Linked DNA regions of Mus musculus: region 1 is linked to region 2. Evidence: chromatin contacts called from public promoter capture Hi-C data. All regions are on one chromosome and are shown on one strand. The core of a region is the stretch at or near the end of the contact, and the rest is flanking DNA. Distances in the headings are between cores, read along the strand shown.

The links. Promoter capture Hi-C pulls out the DNA fragments that hold promoters and counts their contacts.
Region 1: a contact with region 2 is called in a promoter capture Hi-C map of cranial neural crest, with 4 times the contacts expected there. The contact joins two enhancer-like sites. A contact is called at or near these places in 11 of 39 promoter capture datasets (the 3T3-L1 cell line, 3T3-L1-derived adipocytes, the HPC-7 cell line and 6 more), 1 of 15 datasets of contacts at CTCF or cohesin (the NIH/3T3 cell line), 2 of 484 Hi-C or Micro-C datasets (embryonic stem cells and nephron progenitors) and 3 of 9 other capture datasets (adipose tissue, embryonic stem cells and liver).

The regions. Positions count from the first base shown.
Region 1 is chr16:18,553,653-18,557,432 of GRCm38.p6, forward strand. The region is part of intron 7 of Gnb1l (guanine nucleotide binding protein (G protein), beta polypeptide 1-like); the gene reads left to right. Among named protein-coding and RNA genes, the nearest start is that of Tbx1, 31 kb to the right of the region's middle. RefSeq lists an enhancer at 516-3,780. Within about 2 kb of position 1,794, at least 42 of the 459 cell types and tissues checked have an H3K27ac peak or open chromatin away from gene starts, as enhancers often do.
Region 2 is chr16:18,332,666-18,336,278 of GRCm38.p6, forward strand. All of the region lies in intron 1 of Tango2 (transport and golgi organization 2), which reads right to left. Among named protein-coding and RNA genes, the nearest start is that of Mir185, 7.0 kb to the left of the region's middle. Within about 2 kb of position 1,541, at least 13 of the 459 cell types and tissues checked have an H3K27ac peak or open chromatin away from gene starts, as enhancers often do.

The DNA.
Region 1 (3,780 bases), core at 544-3,043, 220 kb after region 2:
GGATGGGGTTTGCTTTGAGCAGGTCAGGTCCAAGCCTAAGTGCCTCCTCCTCCCAGCAGTGCCTTGTAAAGGCTCTTCCCAAGAAAGGAAGGTGGGCAGTAAAGGCTCTTCCCAAGAAAGGAAGGTGGACAGTAAAGGCTCTTCCCAGGAAAGGAAGGTGGGCACTGAGGCCCACTGGTAAGGCAGACTCTGAGCCAGGACTGTCCGTGGGGGGGGTGGGGGGGGTCCAATTTTGCTGGGCACAATGGATTCAGAGTATCTTGTCCACACAGGCAGACTGTCCTTTATGTCTGTCCACCCATCCTTCCTGAGGCATGTGGGTGGGTGGGTAAAGGTAGGGCTTGGTTGATGCCGGATGGCACCCAGGGTCATAAGGGCGTCACTAAACCCAGGGTACAAATCAGGGCCTTATCATGAGGCCATTCTGGGAAAGGGATTGGTTATGGGCAGTGGATAGAGGATCAGTGGAAGTCCTAGAGCAGAAAGAGACTGATGTGGAGTAGAACTATAAGAGAGGCCCAAAAGAGATGACATACCATAGCTTGGGGGCCTGGGAACAATGAAGTGACTAAGTAGGGACAGATCCAGGAGTGCCCTCACTGGGGAGCAGAGACAGCATAGATAACCTGGCCTCCCCACCAGCAGTGCCTAGTAGGAAAAGGAGGTAGGCCCACTGGTAAGGCAGGCTCCTCTGATCCCCAGCTCTAAGCTAAGACCATTCCTGGGGGTCCAGTTGTGCTGGACACATAATGAATTCAGAATAAGACTGCTCTATATGTCAGTCCATCCATCCTTCTCTCAGGGTCTGAGAGACCCACAGGTTCCTTGCTGTGAAGGGAGGGGCCTCCAACCTTCAGAGAAGTCCCTAACCCTCAGAACCATGTGAGCATGTGGAGAAGCACAGTACTCAGCCACCGGGTCTGTGTGTCCTGAGCCCCACCTCACAGGTGCTGAGCCCAACAGGTAAGCTTGGGGCTCCCCTTCACTCGCTGCCTCTGAAGCCTGGAAGAGAGCAGCAGTGTCCCCGTGGGTCCAGCGTCCATCTCCTTAGTGGCTTGACTCTCATCAGCTGGAAGGCAGAGCTATGCAGCTCCTACTCAGGGCCCTGGGGCTGCACCCAGGAGGCAGCCCTTCCAGCCCAGATAGTTGGAATCTCCCAACATGTTTGGGAAACAGCTGCTGGAACTTAAGACTTAATTTATGGGCATGTTCTAGTCCAGAGATGAACTTTTACTCTACTAATGATTTGAAAAGTTAAAGCAGAAGGGGAACTAGGAACTGCAGCCTGGAAGTAGTTGGGGTAAGGTGGGCAGGGCCTGTACACATCAAAGGAGGTGGGGAGCCCCAGCCCCCTGCTGAGCTTGCCTTCCTGCCTGGGAGGGTGAGAATGACTCCGGGTTTGGTGAAGGCTGGGTCCTATTTCGCCCAGAGTCAGGGCCAGTGTTGGCCCTAGAGGCCCAGGGATCCTGGTTCTGTACAGCCCAGGTCTCTGAGAAGGAAGCCTCTGGTAACCTGCAAAGCAAGCTCTTTGAGGTAATTCTTAACACCTGAGGGCCATCGAGGTGGCCTTCAGTCCACAGCATCCTCACTGGTGCCATGGCACGGCACCATGGCCGCCTGCCTGCCTTGGCCCAAGCCCCACTTTGGTGCAGATGTGCCTTCCTCACATCCTCCTGCTAAAGCCTCCGAGGAGCCCAAATCAATCTCCAGCCACTTGGGACGCAGATCCCTGGCTGAGGCGCCCGCAGCCTAGCATGGGTAATCAGAACCAGATGGCGCCGCGCCGAGCATTCCTGCCACCTGAGGTCATGAGTTGTGAGAGCCACTGGTGGCCAGAGATCCTTCTGGAGGGTCCCGAGCCCAGGCCAGAGCTCAGTCAGGGAGACAACCTACCGGAAAGTGCCTGGGGAACCTCGAGCCTGCCTCCCTGAGGTGACTGCTGCTAGCCACCAAGTTTGAGCCTCGGGCGGGCATTGTCAGGTACAGGTGGTGCCCAGGCCCTGCTCCTGCCTCCACATGGAGTAGGGCCCGTAGCCTTGAAGCAGGGACTGATTTACAGCCAATAGTATTTTAGGTCTCTGAGTAATAACAAGGCTCCCCCACTCCAGTGAACCCTGGGCCAGAGCAGCCCAGTTTGCTCAGCAGAAGAAACCCCAGAGTCATCTTGATGTGCAGCAAGACTGCCTGTGCATACTGAAGCAGACATAGGGTTTGCAGCAGGGTTGTGAGCATGCTGCATGCTTGTATTCGTGTGAGGGATATAGGGGCACAGGGCCTGCCCATTCCTCCATGTCCCTGCACTTTCTCACACTCAGGAGCACAGCCCCCGGGTGGGCGCTGGTCTTTGTCCAGTTTAAGTTCCTAGCAGGCTTGCAGTCTCTCACCTCCCTCAATACCCAGTCCTCCAGCCAGGCCGTCTCTACCTCGATGCCATGACCTGTTTCCAGGTGTGCTGGACATGAACTCACTCCTATCCCAGAGGGCCATGGTTGGTCAGAGTTGGCAGATTGGCCCTCTCACATGGTGAACCAGTAGGGAGGTGGGGGAAGTGAATGTGAGAGCTGCCCTCATCCCTGCACACCTCTGCCTCTGAGGATCAGTCAGGGCTCTGGTGGACCTCGCCAGCACAAGGTGTGCTTAGTAGCCAGGTACAGGGTTAAAAGCCACTCTCTTTCTCTGGGAATTGACAGTGTTGATAAGTTCCTGGGACAAGGAGATAGCAAGGAAGTGTCCCTGAGACAAGGCTCTGAGTGGGTTCCAGTGGAGACTCTCTGTGCCCAACAGTCCCCTTTCTACCTCAGCCAAGCCAACATCCCCAGGGAGACAAGGATAAAACAGTGTCAATCCAGTCTGCTGCACAGGTTCTCACCCCACCCCCACCTCCAGTTCTGCAGGACCATAGCACTCCAGTCTTGGGAGGAGCAACTGGTCCTGTCTGCAGGCATGGGTGGGCCCCACATATGTGCTCAGGTGCACCACGCCACAGCATCTGCCCCACATCCTGCCCCGGAGCAGGCTTTGAGTGCAGCCTGTGGGTGGAGCCCAGTGAGGACAGACCATGTAAGAGGGGTGTTGGAGGGTACATGTCAGGGACCAGAGACTGCCCGAGCTCATCCATAGCTGCACTCTACAGCCCTTCTGATGCTTGTGCCTGCACATGGGGGAAGCATTTAACATTAGAACTGGGGCTCTGCTAGGTGTGAGCATCGAAGGTGGACACAATATCCAGGACACACAGGTAGCCTGGCCACAAGAGACAAGCAGAGGGTCAGAGGTCAGGGCCAGTCAACACAGTGGCAGCAGGTCCATGAATTGGAGCCAAGCACTGGAGAAGCAGCTGGAAGGGCAGGGGAGGGCAGAGCAGCAATTAAGCTGGAGGACTGAGCTGCTGGTGGCACTGATTGTGACCCAGACCTGTCATATGTAAGCAGGTCACCTTGGATAGAACTGGGCAGGGAAGCTGTTTCCCATTGCGCAGTGACAGGTTCTTATTGGTTGACATTTCTTCCGCATCTGTTGGGGAAGAACTGGATTGTGAGTGCATGCTAGCTTTTGACATATGTGTTTATTGCCTCTCTCTGACTGACATAGGTTTTCTTTTATTTGTATATGTGTGTTCGTGTGTGTATGTGTGTGTGTGTGTGTGTGTGTGTGTGTGTGTGTTAGTTTGTGCAGGTACATGCTGGCCTCTGGTACCTTCATCAGTCACACTCCACTCTATTATTGTTTAAGATTCATCTTATTTTAAGGTCTGTGTATGTGTATATGAGCAGAGGCCAG
Region 2 (3,613 bases), core at 291-2,790:
TTTTTTTTTTTTTTTTTTTTTTTTGAGACTGGGTTTCTCTGTGTAGCTCTGGCTGTTCTGGGACTCACTCTCAGAACTCAGATCCGCTGCCAAGATTCCCCTAACAGCTCTGGCCACTCTTGCTTGACATACACTTTAAAATATGCTCATGCTCCCTTTCCAATCAAAGTACGTGTTTTTTCACATCTTTCTGTTCTTTTGCCTCTAATCTCACTACAGACCAGGTTAAATTTCCTCTGACAAACTCAACTGTCCATTTTGAGTACAGCCTCAATCAAAATTTCTGGACTCTAACAGACTCCACCGTTGGAAGCCTTGAGGCAGTCTTTGCCACTTGTATTTCTAGCTGCATCCTGCCCGTTCAATTATAACATTCTGGGGCTTCTCTAGCCCACATCTCCAATCTTGTAAATTCACCTTGCAGGACAGTTCCAAAGGTTTAAAAACTTCATGGTCAAATTTAGTTACAAAACAAAGAGTGTACCTTTTCTGGAGAATTTTCTACATTAGTGTCTTTTATTTCACTGTGACAACATCTGAAAGAAACTTGAGGGAGAAAGATTTTGGCTCATAGTTTCTGACCATCATGGCAGGCAGGATATGGTGGAGACCATGACCTAGCCTGTGGCAGAGGCTCCTCATGCCATGGAGAACCAAGAAACACATAGTAGGTAAACCATGGCTGAGTATGATCTACTTTCTTTTTATTTTTTGTTGTTGTTTGTGTTGTTTTGTTTTGTTATTTTTGAGATGGGGGTCTCAACGATGGAATTCACAAATGAGACCATGCTGGCTTCAAACTCACAAAGAACTACTTGCCTTTAACTCCCAAGTGCTGAGATTAAAGGTGTGAGCCACCATGCCCATTTTCAGCAACTAGGCCCCCAAAACTGTGATACCTGCTGGGGAACAAGGAAAACATGAGCCTAATAGGAGACAGTTTGAATTTGAGCTATATAAACACTGAGTATTACAAAGTAGTCAGTCTCACACTTACTTAACATTAGCTTCCTTCTTTTTTAGAATGTTTACAGAAAATTAGAATGCTTTAAGCAGATCCTGGAGGAAATGTGGTCAAAAATTCTCTGGCATGTACAAAGCATATAACCCCCACCCTGTCCTACAGCCTACATGGGAGCTCCTTCATGACCAGGGTCCTGGTACACACTCTGAAGTATGTCCTACTTGCTAGAACATACAGGGGGCTGGTCAATACACAATGAATGGATGGACACCTACACTAAACAGCTCTGTCCATGTCTGAGAACAGCCAAGGTCCTTCAATGCAGACAAGATAACAAAGGAAGGTCTCAGTGTTCTGTGGCGGTCAAGACTTCCAAACCTAAGAGAGTACCCCAACTTTCTCTGAGCTGTCCTTGGCTACAGAGCCTCCCCATCTCTAGCTCTATCACCAGAGTATGGGTAGCTCTGGCAAATAGGTACTGGATCAGGCCCTTTCACTTCCTGTAGGGCCCAGCCCCGATTAAAATAGATACTTGGAGGACACATGTGGCCTCTGTTGGCTGAGGTCCAGGAACAACAGCACTTGGGACCTGGCAGTGCCTCTGCTGACCATGCCAGGAAGATGGGGGGAGGGCACTAGAACTGAACCTCAAAAGGCTGCTTGCTAGTCCCCAGTCACTGGCAAGAAGGAAAACTTTCAGTGTGTTCCATACACAACTGATGTTATTAGGCACACCCGGACCATGCCAGAAGGATGTACAAGATGTAAAGAGAGTCTTCACGTATGAAGCTTAGGACTTCCAGTTTTCTAAGCCTGCTGATGAAAGTCTTCTCAGAATGATGGCTCAGATTCCCTGGTCCAACTAGCCAATTCTAAAAACCAGAAAGTATCTTGCATTTGAGCTATTGTTTTGGTTTTTTAGACAGGGCCTTCCTGTATAGCCCTAGCTGACCTAGAATTTACTATGTAGACCAGTCTAGTCTAAAACTCACAGAGATCTCTCTGCCTCAGCCTCCCAAATATGCCAAGCTGGACAGCAGTGGTGGTACATGCCTTTAATCCCATCATTCAGGCAAAAGATCTCTGAGTTCAAGGTCTACACAATGAAACCTTGTGGTGGTTTGAATAGGTTTGACCCTCATAGATTCATGTATTAGAATGCTTGGTCATAGGGAGTGGCACTATAAGTATGGCCTTGTTGGAGAAAGTGTGTTACTGTGGGACAGGATTTGAGGTCTGATATGCTTAAGCTATACCCAGTGTGGCACGAAGACTTCTGTTGCCTATGGATCAAGACATAGCACTCTCAACTCCTTTGCCAGCATACTGCCTGCATTTTGCCATGCTTCCACCATGATGATAATGGACTGAACCTCTGAAAGCCAGCCAGCTCCAATAAATGTTTCCCTTTACAAGGGGTTGCCATAGTCATACTCTCCCTTCAGAGCAATAAAACTCTATGACATTCCGTCTCAAAACAACAACAAAAGGTGTGTCCCACCCCAAGCTAATCTTAGTACACAGAAAGGATTGGGAAGGACAGTTTTCCAGGAATCCCTGGCCCATTTGCTAATAATGCTTTCTAGAACCATCTCAGTAAGCACTGTCCATTCAGGCGGCCTCAGAGGTTCCACCATCCTTCCTAGAATCCCATTCTCCAGTTGAGATTCCCTCCTTTTTGGTACATCTATGTGCCTGCCTCATGACCTACCTACCACACCCTTCCTTCAGCTTAGTGGAGCAAACTCTTACATCACAGCAAAATTTCCTTCTTGAAAAAGCAAGCCTTGCCCCTAACCCCAAATTCAAGATATTTGGGGTCATGATCCTACCTAGTACAGTCTCTCTGCTTGTGGCAAGTGGGCTCAGTTCCCCGAATGAAGTCTGCCTACCCTTCTCTGAAAAACTCCAAGAGTCATAAAACTCCTCTGTTTACCCATACTTTGAAGGGAAGATTCTCTTCCCTTTGAGGCCCCATCTGATTGTCTATGGCCATGCTGTTATCTCTAGTCCAGAATTTATCGGTGTTTATCTCTCTCCTTCAGATCTCATGGTGATAAACATGGCAACTATCCCTCCAAATGAAATTCTTCTCTGGACCCAAGGGCCTGCTCTCCCCCCTCAGGACCCTCTCTCCTAACAAAGTTCTTTGAAAGGCTGATCTCATGTCAGCTCCTTCCCACAAACCTTCGTTTTAAGTTGCAACAGCTCTGAACTCGCTATATAGCCAAGACTGACTTGGAACTCCTTTTCCTCCTGCCTTTGAGGCCTGAAATCGCAGGAATATACCACACCTGGCTAAAATTTGCCACCTTTACTACATAAGTTTTGTATCCTGCCTTTTTAAATAACTTTCTTCCTAGCCCAAAGTGAGACCAGACTTGTCTGTTTGGATGATGCAAGGCAGGAGAACAACTGAGCTTCCCAAATGCTTAGCCAATGCCCAGGTGTCTGGTTGAACCATCGGGCCGGTCCCACATTAACACTCCCAAACCCTCAGGCCTGGCAGCATCCCCAGGTTCCAATGATGCAGCAGGTAACCTTCACCCCAGTTTCTGCTCCAGTGTCTAGAGAGCCGGTTTCTTTCCTGGCTATTCATAGATGCTATGGTTTGGCTACATCTCAAACTCAGCCTCACCAACCCCATGG